Linked DNA regions of Rattus norvegicus: region 2 is linked to region 1. Evidence: chromatin contacts called from public Hi-C data. All regions are on one chromosome and are shown on one strand. Each heading gives the region's core, a stretch centred on a gene start, on an enhancer-like site or on the middle of the called end of the contact. The rest is flanking DNA. Distances are from core to core; before and after follow the strand shown.

Evidence for each region. Hi-C and Micro-C count contacts between places; a contact is called where the count stands out from the background.
Region 2: a Hi-C map of frontal cortex shows a contact between it and region 1, with 3 times the contacts expected there. The contact joins two enhancer-like sites. A contact is called at or near these places in 9 of 12 Hi-C or Micro-C datasets (the A7r5 cell line, the Rat2 cell line, Schwann cells and 5 more) and 1 of 1 datasets of contacts at active chromatin or transcription factors (oligodendrocytes).

What each region holds. Positions count from the first base shown.
Region 1 is chr17:49,107,191-49,113,208 of GRCr8, reverse strand. The region is part of intron 16 of Elmo1 (engulfment and cell motility 1); the gene reads left to right. Among named protein-coding and RNA genes, the nearest start is that of Aoah, 370 kb to the right of the region's middle. Within about 2 kb of position 3,623, at least 34 of the 93 cell types and tissues checked have an H3K27ac peak or open chromatin away from gene starts, as enhancers often do.
Region 2 is chr17:49,281,572-49,287,789 of GRCr8, reverse strand. All of the region lies in intron 13 of Elmo1 (engulfment and cell motility 1), which reads left to right. Among named protein-coding and RNA genes, the nearest start is that of Elmo1, 230 kb to the left of the region's middle. Within about 2 kb of position 1,974, at least 15 of the 93 cell types and tissues checked have an H3K27ac peak or open chromatin away from gene starts, as enhancers often do.

The DNA of each region.
Region 1 (6,018 bases), core at 2,374-4,873:
TGTGTGTGCCCTTCTCATCCCACAACTTAGTGAGGAAGATGAAGAGCAAAGTGCCTTAAAAGAGCAGCCAACCTGTGCTCTACGGAGCAGTACTACAGGACAGGACTCCAAAGGGAGTCATGGATGTGCCCTAGGGGACTGTGTCTTAGGAAGGGCCTCTTTGGAAATATCAGTGAAACTGACTGTTCTCTAAACTAGATCCATGAGTAGGTAAGTTTGTAAGCATGCTCACCTTGCTAGCATTGAATACACAAATAAGGGCAAGTGAATGCAACTGAAGCTTTTTAGAAATAGTAGCTGCCTAACTTTGCATTTTGACTTAGTTTTAGGGTGAAGATGTAACTGACTGCTCTACCTTTAGGGTTAATGTGTTTCTGCATTAAAAGTGGATGTTTGCATGTTTTCAACAAGGTGGGAGGCTAAGAGTAGGTCAGTGTGCTTAGAGTAGAGCAATCAGCAAAGCTGATCCCTAGAAAAGCTGTACTGTCCACGGCCCCCTGAAATCTAAAGAGGCCTCTCATGCTTCTTCATGAGCCTGTTCACCAGAGCAGCTCCTGAGCACCCTAGGATGCTGGGTACTCACCTCAGCTAACTTTATGACTTATGATGCGATAGGAGTTTGCACTCCCTAAGATAAAGTTGACCTTATTTTTTTTTAAGAGTGGGTCTTTGGAGATGGCCTGAAATAGTGAGACACATACATCAATTTTCAAAAATAATGCCCTTTTGCATAATATACACTGAAAACTAATCTGAGGCTCATCAGTTTCTCTGTGCAAGCATGTCTGTAGTAATCATCAAGTTGAGTTTCTAAGAATCCTCTAGAGTTCTTGAGAACCTGGTTTAGAAGAGACAGTGAAACCCCAAATCTGCATTTTAATAAGGACTTTCATACAGATGGTTGACATGAAGCACACCTGGAAAAACTGAAACCAGAGTCCTTTAGTTCAAATAACAGCTCTACCTCTTAATGTTTTTGGAACTGTGGTCAAATTATTTAATGGTTTTAGACCTCAGTTCATCTATCTACATAATAAGGATAGTGCTATTTCTCAGGCTTTCAGTAAGGACTACACCTTGTTAATCAAGGTGAAACACTTAAGACGTTTCCCAGAGTGACTGTTAAGCTTAGTCCTGCTTATCTGACCAAGCCAACAAATTAAGAATATCCTGGAATAGATTTGAATCATATTGATATTCTGTTGGAATACATTGAACTTAACTGAGAAATCTACAAAGTTGATACTTTGGTGACTAAGATATCATTTAATGGAGTACCATAACTATTAATGTTTACAGAATAAAACCCAACCTTTCACCTGGTGTCTAAGACTCCATTTGCCTCACCTCATACCATCCTCCCCACCCTTACTGCATCTAGTCTCCTGTGCATTCCTCCAACTTTCCTAGATGCCAAGCTTTCAGCACAAGCCCTGTGTGGGTGTGTTCCTTATATCAGTTCATTAGCTTTGATTTTCTGGTGCTCTGTATACTGGCTCAGATCGCACTGCTTCTAAGATATGCTTCCTGACCTCAATAGGTCAGACCCACTTTCTGTGCTCACTGCACATATAGCTCAGATCTTTCCTGCACACCCACAGGTACACTTTATTATGTTAGTTGGCTGTACTCAAGGCTGCGAGATGAGGGCAGAGGCTCTGTGTCACTTAGTTGTGTCACTAGCCTAAATTCCTGACACAATAAACAGCTGCTGAAAAATACTGAATTTTGTTTGATGGAGGATCTGCGTGGAATGGCATGTTTCTGCATAAAACAAACTGGATACTTGGATATTTTCAACAAGGTGAGAGGGTAAGAGTGGGCCAGTGGCCTTAGACTATCAGAATCAGGAAGGCTGATTACAAGAAAAGCTGTACTGTCCACAGGCCCAGAAATTTGAAAACAGTGGAGAAAATTGCAGGTTGTGGATCTTCTCAGTGAGGATTCCTTCCCGAGTTCACAGTGACATAAAGAGACAAAGTAGAACATCAGGGTCCATAGTCTTCAAGGAGCAAATCTAATGTGATCACAGGGTAGAACTCAACACCATCGAGTGGAAGGTGTGGGATTTGAGCCCCTAGTCACTCACTTTAAGAATAAAGGGAGGTCAGAACTGCTGTTCTTTAGGAATAGAGGATGTACTAAGCATGTAAGTCACCTTGCTGCCAGAGCCAGAGCCAATGAGCCTTCTCAATCTCAGCCCTGTCAAAAGCATGCTTCGTGTAATTACCACAAAGACACCATACTTGCAAAGACCTTTATGGAACAGTTTGCCTTGAGGAGATGGTGACACTGATAGTGACAGCAGATCCGCTTAGACCTTAGCTTGTTTTTTCACGATGTCATGTTTTATATATGTAAACATGTATGTCAGAGCTTAGCTTTTTTCATGTTTATCATTTTCTCTATATGTAGGCATGTATGTGAGAGATTGATGTCTTGGATTCCCCTTCCTAAGGAATCTGATAGTGCCATTCATGCAGCCATTCGTTGCTCAGTGGTGGCCCCTGCTGCTAAGGAGACAGACAGCAGCACATACAGTGTTCAACATTAATTCTGATCATGCCCTGCATGTAACCAGGAGAATTTAAAGCAAGCAGGAGGGGAAGAGGTGGGAGAGATGAAAATGTGCTGAGAAAATTAAGGGATTTCTCTCATGTCTGAGGTGCTTTGATGAAATTCTAATGCAGGAAAGAGCTTAACTAAAGACTCTGTGTTTGCAAAATCCTCCTGATTTGGCCATTTCAATATGTAAAGGCTTGCTAGAAACCAAGAAAATGCTTTGTGAGAGGCACCAGTGCAAACTTTTCTTTGGGGTTTTCCAGGGCTATTGTGTAATGATTTAAAGGTACCCACCCATCTGCTAGGTCAGAAGTTTCTATGGATTTGAATTAGGAGTGCAGGCTGTTTAGGTTCATCTGCATCCTTAGTTGGAATCAGAGTGTGGATCCTCTCGTGGGACCTCTGCTAGGATGAATGCTCCTCTCCCCCATCTCTGTGTGTTTCTGGGTGTGTGAGCATCCCTTAAGCACATGCTGTATTTTACAAAGCAAGCGTTTACGTAGCATTTTTGTCTAGAAACTGTAGTGGAGAGAAGGTGGAAGTGTGCATTACAATCAAATAAAAGTAGAGGGGGGCAGAGATGAGATTGTAGTTGATTATGGGTCTGGCAGCAGATGTTCTACACGAATCCAACTCGCTGCAGCCAGTCTGTTTCCATGGCAACAGAATCAGTAATTATTGAGCCCTGGCACTCCCCCCACCCTCCTTCCTACCAAGGTGGAGGCTGATGAATGTGAACTCTCCCTCTCTCCTTGTTCCTCTTCTTTCCCTCGCTTTCTGCAGTCCTTCATAGGAGAAAGTAGAGGTATCAACGAGAACTAAGAGAGGGAGCTATTTGTGTCTTGACAGCAACTGTGAGAAATTAAATTGCAAGTAATCTCTTTCCCTGCGATACTATCAGATCAGAGAAAAGCTCTTCCCAGAAAAGCCGGTGATCTCTGAAGATGCTAAATAAATGAGCAGGAGTTTCCCTGAAATGGAAGCTCCCTTTGATTGGCTGATCTTTCCACAACTCCTGCCAATCGGAGCACCCCTGGGCTTCAGCTCCATAAACATAAGCAAAGCTACATGCTTATTCTTCTGGACTTGGAGCGTATTCCATTCGAAGGTGTGCAGCGGGTCTCTGTTCACATGGCTCAACTGGAAACCTGTTTCTTGAACAAGCTTACTGGGGAGCCATCTGGTCTTCCAGCACACTGTCCTGCTGGGGCACGACTCTAAGTCATATTTGTGGCAGCAGCTTAGAAGCAGTATATGTCGTTGGAGACGATGGACTTACGGAAGCTTGGTGAGTAAATCTTTGTCTTACACATCTGTGCACTGGTATTAGCAGGCTGAGATAGAATGTAGCTTTGTTCTATTGTCTGCCGAGAAAGCCGAATTGGAAGGAACACATGGAAGGCACCATGCAAAGGTTCCCATGATATGGGAGACTATTTCAAAAGGCTTCTTGCTTTGTCTGATTCTAGTCAGATTTGTAGTTGATTGTAAATTATATTCGGATGTTGGCAATCTAGTTAGGATTAGTGTGAGGAGTGGAGTTGTGTCCTGTCTGCCTGGGTATTGATGCATTTCAAATAAAATGTGTTTAAAACCACATTAGTAAGAATTAACCCTGTGGAGTGATAAAAAGGAAGGCACAGCATGGGTACAGGGCTTAAAGCTGCCAGGTTGTATAGCTGACATTTGCATTGAGAAGAGAGATGTTATTAGAATGATCTGTCACTCTTCAGAACCCTGGCCATAGAAGGAAGCACCTCTTCTCCATGTACTGCTGTTCTCAATTCCAGAAATGTGCAACCAGGCTAGGTCATGTCCTTGCCCTTTTTCAGGAACCAATGTCCAAACTGAAATGTGCTTTTTCAAATCAATTTCAGAGATGAGTTGAGATGCAGTCAGGAAGATTTTAGCAGCCAGAAAGCATGTGTGAAAGGGCTCTATGTTACATCTCTCCAACCTTGGAAACCCAGGGGGTTTGCAAAGTTACACTTAAGCACTGGCTCTGTACCAGAGCTGGAATGCTTTGTGCTATTGCACTGCTCCTTGGGATTTAATTTTCTGATACTAAAATTTGCCATGTTCAGTAGTCACAGACAGGCAGGAGAAGAGTACTGTGAATGAGCAGTGACGATCAGCACAGGGAGAGGAAATGTCACTGCCCTTGGAGACCTCCTAGCCGCAAACTTAAAAATACACATGTCAGGAGGAAGCCTGGGCAAAATGCAGAATTCCACAGGAGCTATGATCTTGGCAAATGTGAGAGAGAAGGGGTTGTCTTCTGCTTGGATGCAGAGAGCAGGGCTGAACTTGAGTTTCTATGATGTTTGATGCTTCGTGACTGTTGCTTTTTATAAGAATGTGATTTCCAATCCTATGTCAGCAAAGTGCTGTAGCACCTTTAGAATCTTTTATGGATAAAGCATTATCAATGCATTTATTAAGAAAATCATTTGCAATAGTGGTACATGGGAATGCATTGATTAGAACCTTTAAAAATGTCCTTTTGCTTGAAGAGTGTTGTGACTCTTTACATGGAGGTAAAAATTAAAAATTGCTGGGTCCAAAATGGAAATCTGTGATAGACTGACAAAGATACAAAGGAACCAGGAAGGCTCTGCTTGTCTGAGACTTGGGAGAGGGCACTGGATTGAACAGATCTTCTGCCATGTTCATTGGAGAAACAGGGTCAGCGAGGATTTCCTGACTGTGGCTGACAGTGTACTGAGGATCTGGCCTTCACGCAGAACAATGACATGTTTCTTAGCTGACATCCTCTCTAGGCATACAGGATGGCCTCGGATCCTGAGGCTGCATACAGTCAGATGCATTGAGTCTCCCATGTGATTAGAGGTGCATTTCTGTGTGAGTTAACTCATCCTGAAGCTTCTTCCTCTGGCACCCACTTCAGTGCAGGAACAGGTTTGAGGAAGGCTTGTTTCTCATGGATCAGTGTTCAGGAACAGTCATCTTAGAGTGATTCTCCATCCACCTTTTGCCCCTTCTCTATCCCAGTAGTATCACTTTACATGGGTGGGGGAGTGCTGGCACCTGTTGGCAAGAATGAGAAGAAAGCAGCCTTTTATGGAAGAAGTAAAAACTGTTTCGAGAAATTCTAAAAATGTAGCTCACAAACTATATTTGGATCCTGGAACTCTTTCAGAAAGCTATAGCCTCCTACCTGCCCCCAAGAAAATATATTTTGCATAATTTTTCTCACACTTTGATAACAAGCTGTTTCTGGGGAGAAGGAGATGCCTGTCCTGGGGAATAGCAAAGGATTTTTATACGTAAAGTCCTCATCAACATTTTTTCTTTTTCCAGTGTGAACACTAACTATTACTACATCTCCATCTCCCTCAACCCCACTGGTGTTAGCAGTGAGGCTGACTTCTGAATGAGGTTCTCAATACAGTCAGTCACAGCTGAAATTAAATGTCTTGAGGCTAGAACCGCAGC
Region 2 (6,218 bases), core at 725-3,224, 180 kb before region 1:
CCTCCTATGCACACACATGTCCCTTCCATCTCCCTCCTGTTCACACAAGTCCTTTCTGTCTCCCTCCTGTACACATGCATGTGTCCTTTCCATCTCTCTCCAGTGCACACGTTCTTTCCATCTCCCTCCTGGCACACATGTGTCCTTTCCATCTCCCTCCTGGCACGCATGTGTCCTTTCCATCTCCCTCCTGTACACACATGTGTCCTTTCCATCTCTCTCCTGTGCACACATGTGTCCTTTCCATCTCCCTCCTGTACACACATGTGTCCTTTCCATCTCCCTCCTGTACACACATGTGTCCTTTCCATCTCTCTCCTGTACACACATGTGTCCTTTCCATCTCTCTCCTGTGCACACATGTGTCCTTTCCATCTCCCTCCTGTACACACATGTGTCCTTTCCATCTCCCTCCTGTACACACATGTGTCCTTTCCATCTCTCTCCTGTACACACATGTGTCCTTTCCATCTCTCTCCTGTACACACATGTGTCCTTTCCATCTCTTTCCAGTGCACACATGTTCTTTCCATCTCCCTCCTGTGCACACATGTGTCCTTTCCATCTCCCTCCTGTGCATGCATGTCCTTTCCATCTCCCTCCTGTGCACGCATGTGTCCTTTCCATCTCCCTCCTGTGCACACACATGTCCTTTCTATCTCTCTCCAGTGCACACATGTTCTTTCCATCTCCCTCCTGTGCACACATGTGTCCTTTCCATCTCCCTCCTGTGCACACATGTGTCCTTTCCATCTCCCTCCTGGCACGCATGTGTCCTTTCCATCTCCCTCCTGTACACACATGTGTCCTTTCCATCTCTCTCCTGTGCACACATGTGTCCTTTCCATCTCCCTCCTGTACACACATGTGTCCTTTCCATCTCCCTCCTGTACACACATGTGTCCTTTCCATCTCTCTCCTGTACACACATGTGTCCTTTCCATCTCTCTCCTGTGCACACATGTGTCCTTTCCATCTCCCTCCTGTACACACATGTGTCCTTTCCATCTCCCTCCTGTACACACATGTGTCCTTTCCATCTCCCTCCTGTACACACATGTGTCCTTTCCATCTCCCTCCTGTACACACATGTGTCCTTTCCATCTCTTTCCAGTGCACACATGTTCTTTCCATCTCCCTCCTGTGCACACATGTGTCCTTTCCATCTCCCTCCTGTGCATGCATGTCCTTTCCATCTCCCTCCTGTGCACGCATGTGTCCTTTCCATCTCCCTCCTGTGCACACACATGTCCTTTCTATCTCTCTCCAGTGCACACATGTTCTTTCCATCTCCCTCCTGTGCACACATGTGTCCTTTCCATCTCCCTCCTGTGCACACATGTGTCCTTTCCATCTCCCTCCTGTGCACACATGTGTCCTTTCCATCTCCCTTCCGTGTATACACATAAAAGAATTATGTTGAATACTCAGGATAAGGTCTGAGACAGTGTGGACTAGATTCATGTTTACTTGTTGTTATGTGTTTCTGTGTGCCTGCATAAGGTGTGTTCATTTGTGTTCCTCTGTACCAGGGAGAGGGAAAGTTATGAGAGAAATTGGAAATGCGATGGGCTGAAACTAATTTGTTGTTAAGAGGTAGAGAACAGACTTGATAGTCCCTATAAAAAGTCATTGCTGCTGTGCTATTTTTAGGTTTCCTAGTGACTCAACACTACTTATTCTCTGCACTGAGGAAGAGTACGTTTGCTGCACAGAACTGCTGGTTACCAAGGAGCCACACTGGAGCTCCCAGGCCTGCAGGGAGCTACCCTGGATGGGGGCTCCTGGCACTGTACTTCTGATGCTTCATTTATCCCTTGTGGTCCACACCTCTATCTCTCTTCCCTGCATTCCAGACTATATGATACTCATCCTCCCCCCCACCCCCCGCGTGCATGTAAGAAGTAAGCTGTAGCCTGAGCAGGAGCACACAGCTAGTACTGGGTGGGTAAGCATCTCCATGTTGGTTTGGCATTGCAGGCTCTACCTGGAAGAGAGGCTTACTCTCTCTGAGTCTCTCTCCTAATTTCCTTTGTTTCCATTTCAGAGACCAAGGCAGAGTGCCAGACAGGGTGCTAGGGAATCATGTGTGGTTCCCAGTGAATACTGTCAGATTTTGAAGTTTTCAAATCCCTCACAACACCATGTGCAATTTTCTTTTGTTGTATGTTTAGCCGTGAATGTTTTCTTTACACTTTGTAACAACATTTATTTTGGGAATCAATATGATGATGTCCCTACCGGAGAAGCTTTGCAGAGAAGATTGTGACAAAGCAAATCAAGCACTCAGGAAGCACTGCCCCCTTTCAGCAGGCATGCTGGGTAGCAGAGGTGCATCTTCCCTTCACTGTACTTTCTTTCAGTTGTTGGGTTTTGTTATTATTGTTGCTCTTTGTTGTTTGCTTGCTTGTTTGAGACAAGCTCTCCTTATATAGCCCTATCTGGCCTGAAACTGGTCTACTTGCCTCACACTTCCTGGGTTCTGGGAATAAAGACATACGATGCCATGCCTGGGCGAACTATGTGTTTGGTTGGTTGTTTTTCAAGGTCTATATGTGGAGCCCAGGCTGCCTTCGTGCCTTAGTCCACGGAGTGCCAACTCTGTAGTTTTTTCTTACCACACCTAGCTTCCTTAACTGTGTGCCCCAAATTACCAATAAACTTTGTAGTGTTTCATGACAGTGTTCCATCACTGGCCTGTGATTTGGGGAAGGATTCTGTGCATACTGGGGAATTTTTACATTTCACAAAAGGATTTTGTAAGCATTTCTGGGTAACTTTTGTGTACAATTAGGATTCTTTCCTGAGGCAAGAGTAATCATAGATTTGGGTCAAAAATATGAGAATGTTGGTGAAACTCTTATTTTAAATTAAATTTAAATTATTTCTAGTGTTTAATTTAAAAAATATTATTCAACCTTTCCAGATAAAAATTGACAAGATCTTTTTTAGACATAGTTCTATGTTCTTTGAATTTGTGTTTTTAATTAACTATTTAAACATTCTCTCTCTCTCTCTCTCTCTCTCTCTCTCTCTCTCTCTCTCTCTCTCTCTCTCCCCCTCTGTGTGTGTGTGTGTGTGTGTGTGTGTATGTGTATGTGTGCGCGCGCACGTGCGAGCTGACATTACATACTGAGAGCTTCCCCATGTAGGTGCTAGGAACTGAACTCTGGTCCTCACAAGAGCAACAAGCACTTTTAACCAATGAGTCTGTTCAATCCCTAATAATTATAATTCGTATTTGCTTTTGAAATTGTTCTAATTCTGAAAGAAGTGCTCATTGTAAAGTACTACAAACTCTAGATAACAAATGACTTAGAGAAAAGCCAGGTGTATTCCTCTGCACCTTAAACACACCATGCATGCACGCATGCACGCATGCACGCATGCATGCACACATGTGTGCATGCACACGTTTACAAGTTGGATATGTGTCTTTCAGATGTTTTCCATGATTATAGAAATAATTATAATTTCACTAACATGTGACTATATTGAGTATTTTAAACCAAATGGAAATTATACATTTTTTCTAGAGAAGAACTAAGATAGGTGACTGCCATGCTATGGTCTTAGCTTTATCAGACAGGAAGTTACAGAAGTCTGGCTGTGTTTATGTCTCCATTTGACCGCCTGCAGAAAGCATATCCAGTCTTTGCTCTCATGCTGCTCTTGGAGGCAGTGACGGATAATCATTGCTGTTCAGTAATGTCCATCTGAGACCAGCGTCTGTGCAACCAAGCAAGCAAGTGCAAGTTGTTTCCCAGCCCTGTTGTTCTTTATGACCAGCAGCCTGTCATTAGCATAATGTTTGCTTTATGCTCCTACAGACATTTTATCACATGAATTGCAGTTTATAAATATTAGCCTATTGATCTTTTCTCCTCCTCTGTCTCCTGTGAGAATGTCTGATAAATGCCATCATTTCTTTGTTACATAGGTAAAGGACAAAACAAGAAGGTAAATCCCCAGGCGGGTGACACTCTATGTTTGGTAAATGATCTACAGCTACCATGAGACATTCAGAACACATACAAACCCCCGAGCTTTTCTAGAGGTTTGCTTTCTACTTGATTCTTAAAATCCAAGCTGCTGTGTCCCCTTGCTCAGCTTTTCCTCTCAGCATTGTGACTTCTGACATACACAATAATGATCAGATTATAAATGATCAAATAACATGCTAAAAACATACTTGATTTATTCCACAGAAACCTCTACCATTTATTTTATTTTTACATCTTAGCAGCAGTTTATTGAAGAAGAGTCTGGAATTCTTCCATGGAAAGCAGGCCCTTCCTTCATTTAGCAGATTTTCACTTAACTAAGAGACAGTCTTATTCATGGTCCTCACTGAAGACCACTTTTCCAAGTGATCACTACTGTACAGCCTTGTAGCCCCCAAGAGCAACTGTCTGCTCTGTCTGCTAAGCCTTGGTTTCTGTAGATGTATGTTGATTGACATGTCCTCATCTTCCTTTGAGCTTCCCTGTGTCTTTCTGGAATGATTTGGGGATTTAGTTTTGTGGTACAATGCCTGTTTAGCAAGAGCATGGCCCTGGGTTTAGTCCCAACATGGAGGAGAGATGATATAGGAAAGAGGGAAAAGGGGAGGAAGGGAGGGAACGAGGGAATGAGTCTGATTTCTCCTAAGGTACATCTCTGTTGTCTACTCATAGTGCACCTTGACTTAGGAATTATTTTTCCATTGTAATTTATTTTGTCTTTTACACATAATGAGCAATCCAGGATCATTAACTCAAGCAGCTTGGCTCCATATATCATAAGCCATGTTCTTTCAAACAGTTCCTTATGTCTATGTGCCAGTTTTAAAACTAAACTATTCTGTGCAGTGCCACAGTGCACATGTGTATCCCATCACTGCCTTTGGATGGTATATTCACATCCTACCCAATACCCCATCTGCCTGCACCATTGACGTGGACAGACTCTAGCTGTAGAAGAGAGATCTCAACTGACACAAGGAAGCAGCCCCAGAAACACTCTTCACCTTGAGCATAGACCAGAAGTCATCTACCAAACTAAAGAGAGCATCGCTCACCAGAGAGAACAAACAGAATCAGGATCTCCACAACCTGCCACTCACAACTCTCTGACACGCTAAGAACAAAGACAACCAGAGACACCCCACTCCATAATGAGCCAGGTGTTGAGACTGACAGACAAAGAATGTAAATCTGCCTGCAAAGTATCCCCACTGTGAAAACAAACCTGTTTTCATGAGTGAAAATTTTAGCAGGGAAATAGATACAGTGGGAAGCAGCCAAGTGGAAAGTCTAGAAATGAGAAGGATAGTTTCTAAAATTCCCCAGTATGTTATAAATTTGTACATGTAAGCTCTTATCATGCATGAGGATAAGCAGGAGGCCCCTCCTCCATTGCGATACACTTGTACTAAATGAGGTAGCAAGGGGCGGGGCAGGTTTATCCATCTGAGAGACCTCGTTCTCTGTAGCCTGGAGGAAGATAATTTGGGAATAAGTAAGATTTATAAATAACAATTTATAAATAAGTAGATCTATAAGAAAGTATATTAAATCTTGCCACATTATTTACTGACTATGATGGGAAATACTGTTTTCAGTAATCAAATTATATCTATATCTACATAACTAAAAAATGAACATATTAGGGCACTATACATAGACCTGTCTTTTCTTATCTGATCCCTACTTTTGTGTTAAACAGTTTCCTCAACAAATTCAATTATTTAGTTCATCCTGTTGAAAGGTTTTATGGTACACATCCCTAAGCATTCTTCCTGAAAATATAAATGTATAAAAATATAAAATTTATTATACATTAGTGTATGTGCCAACTTTTGATTGATGTGTCTGCTTCCATCCATTGTACCATAAGCATCTTGGGTTCTGCATATTAAATGGATCCTTCATATGTTCACCCTTCCTGACAGTTTGGATGGTTTATGTGACAAAGGGAAGAACAGGAGAGAGATTGTTCCTCTGTGGACCGCCGGGGAGAGAGAGGGACTAACTTTTGTGTATGTGTTTATGATAAAATCACAGGGCTGTCTTGGATATTTGGCACACTTCTACTTTTATGCTTTCTGGCAAAGGAGGTGTTTGGTTCTTTGTCTTAAGTTTGCAAGTGTCGTGTGGGCATCACTAACAGCAAGAAAGGGCACACTGGAATTCACTGCCAGCTGCTGCTGCTGCTGCTGCTGCTGCTGCTGCTGCTGC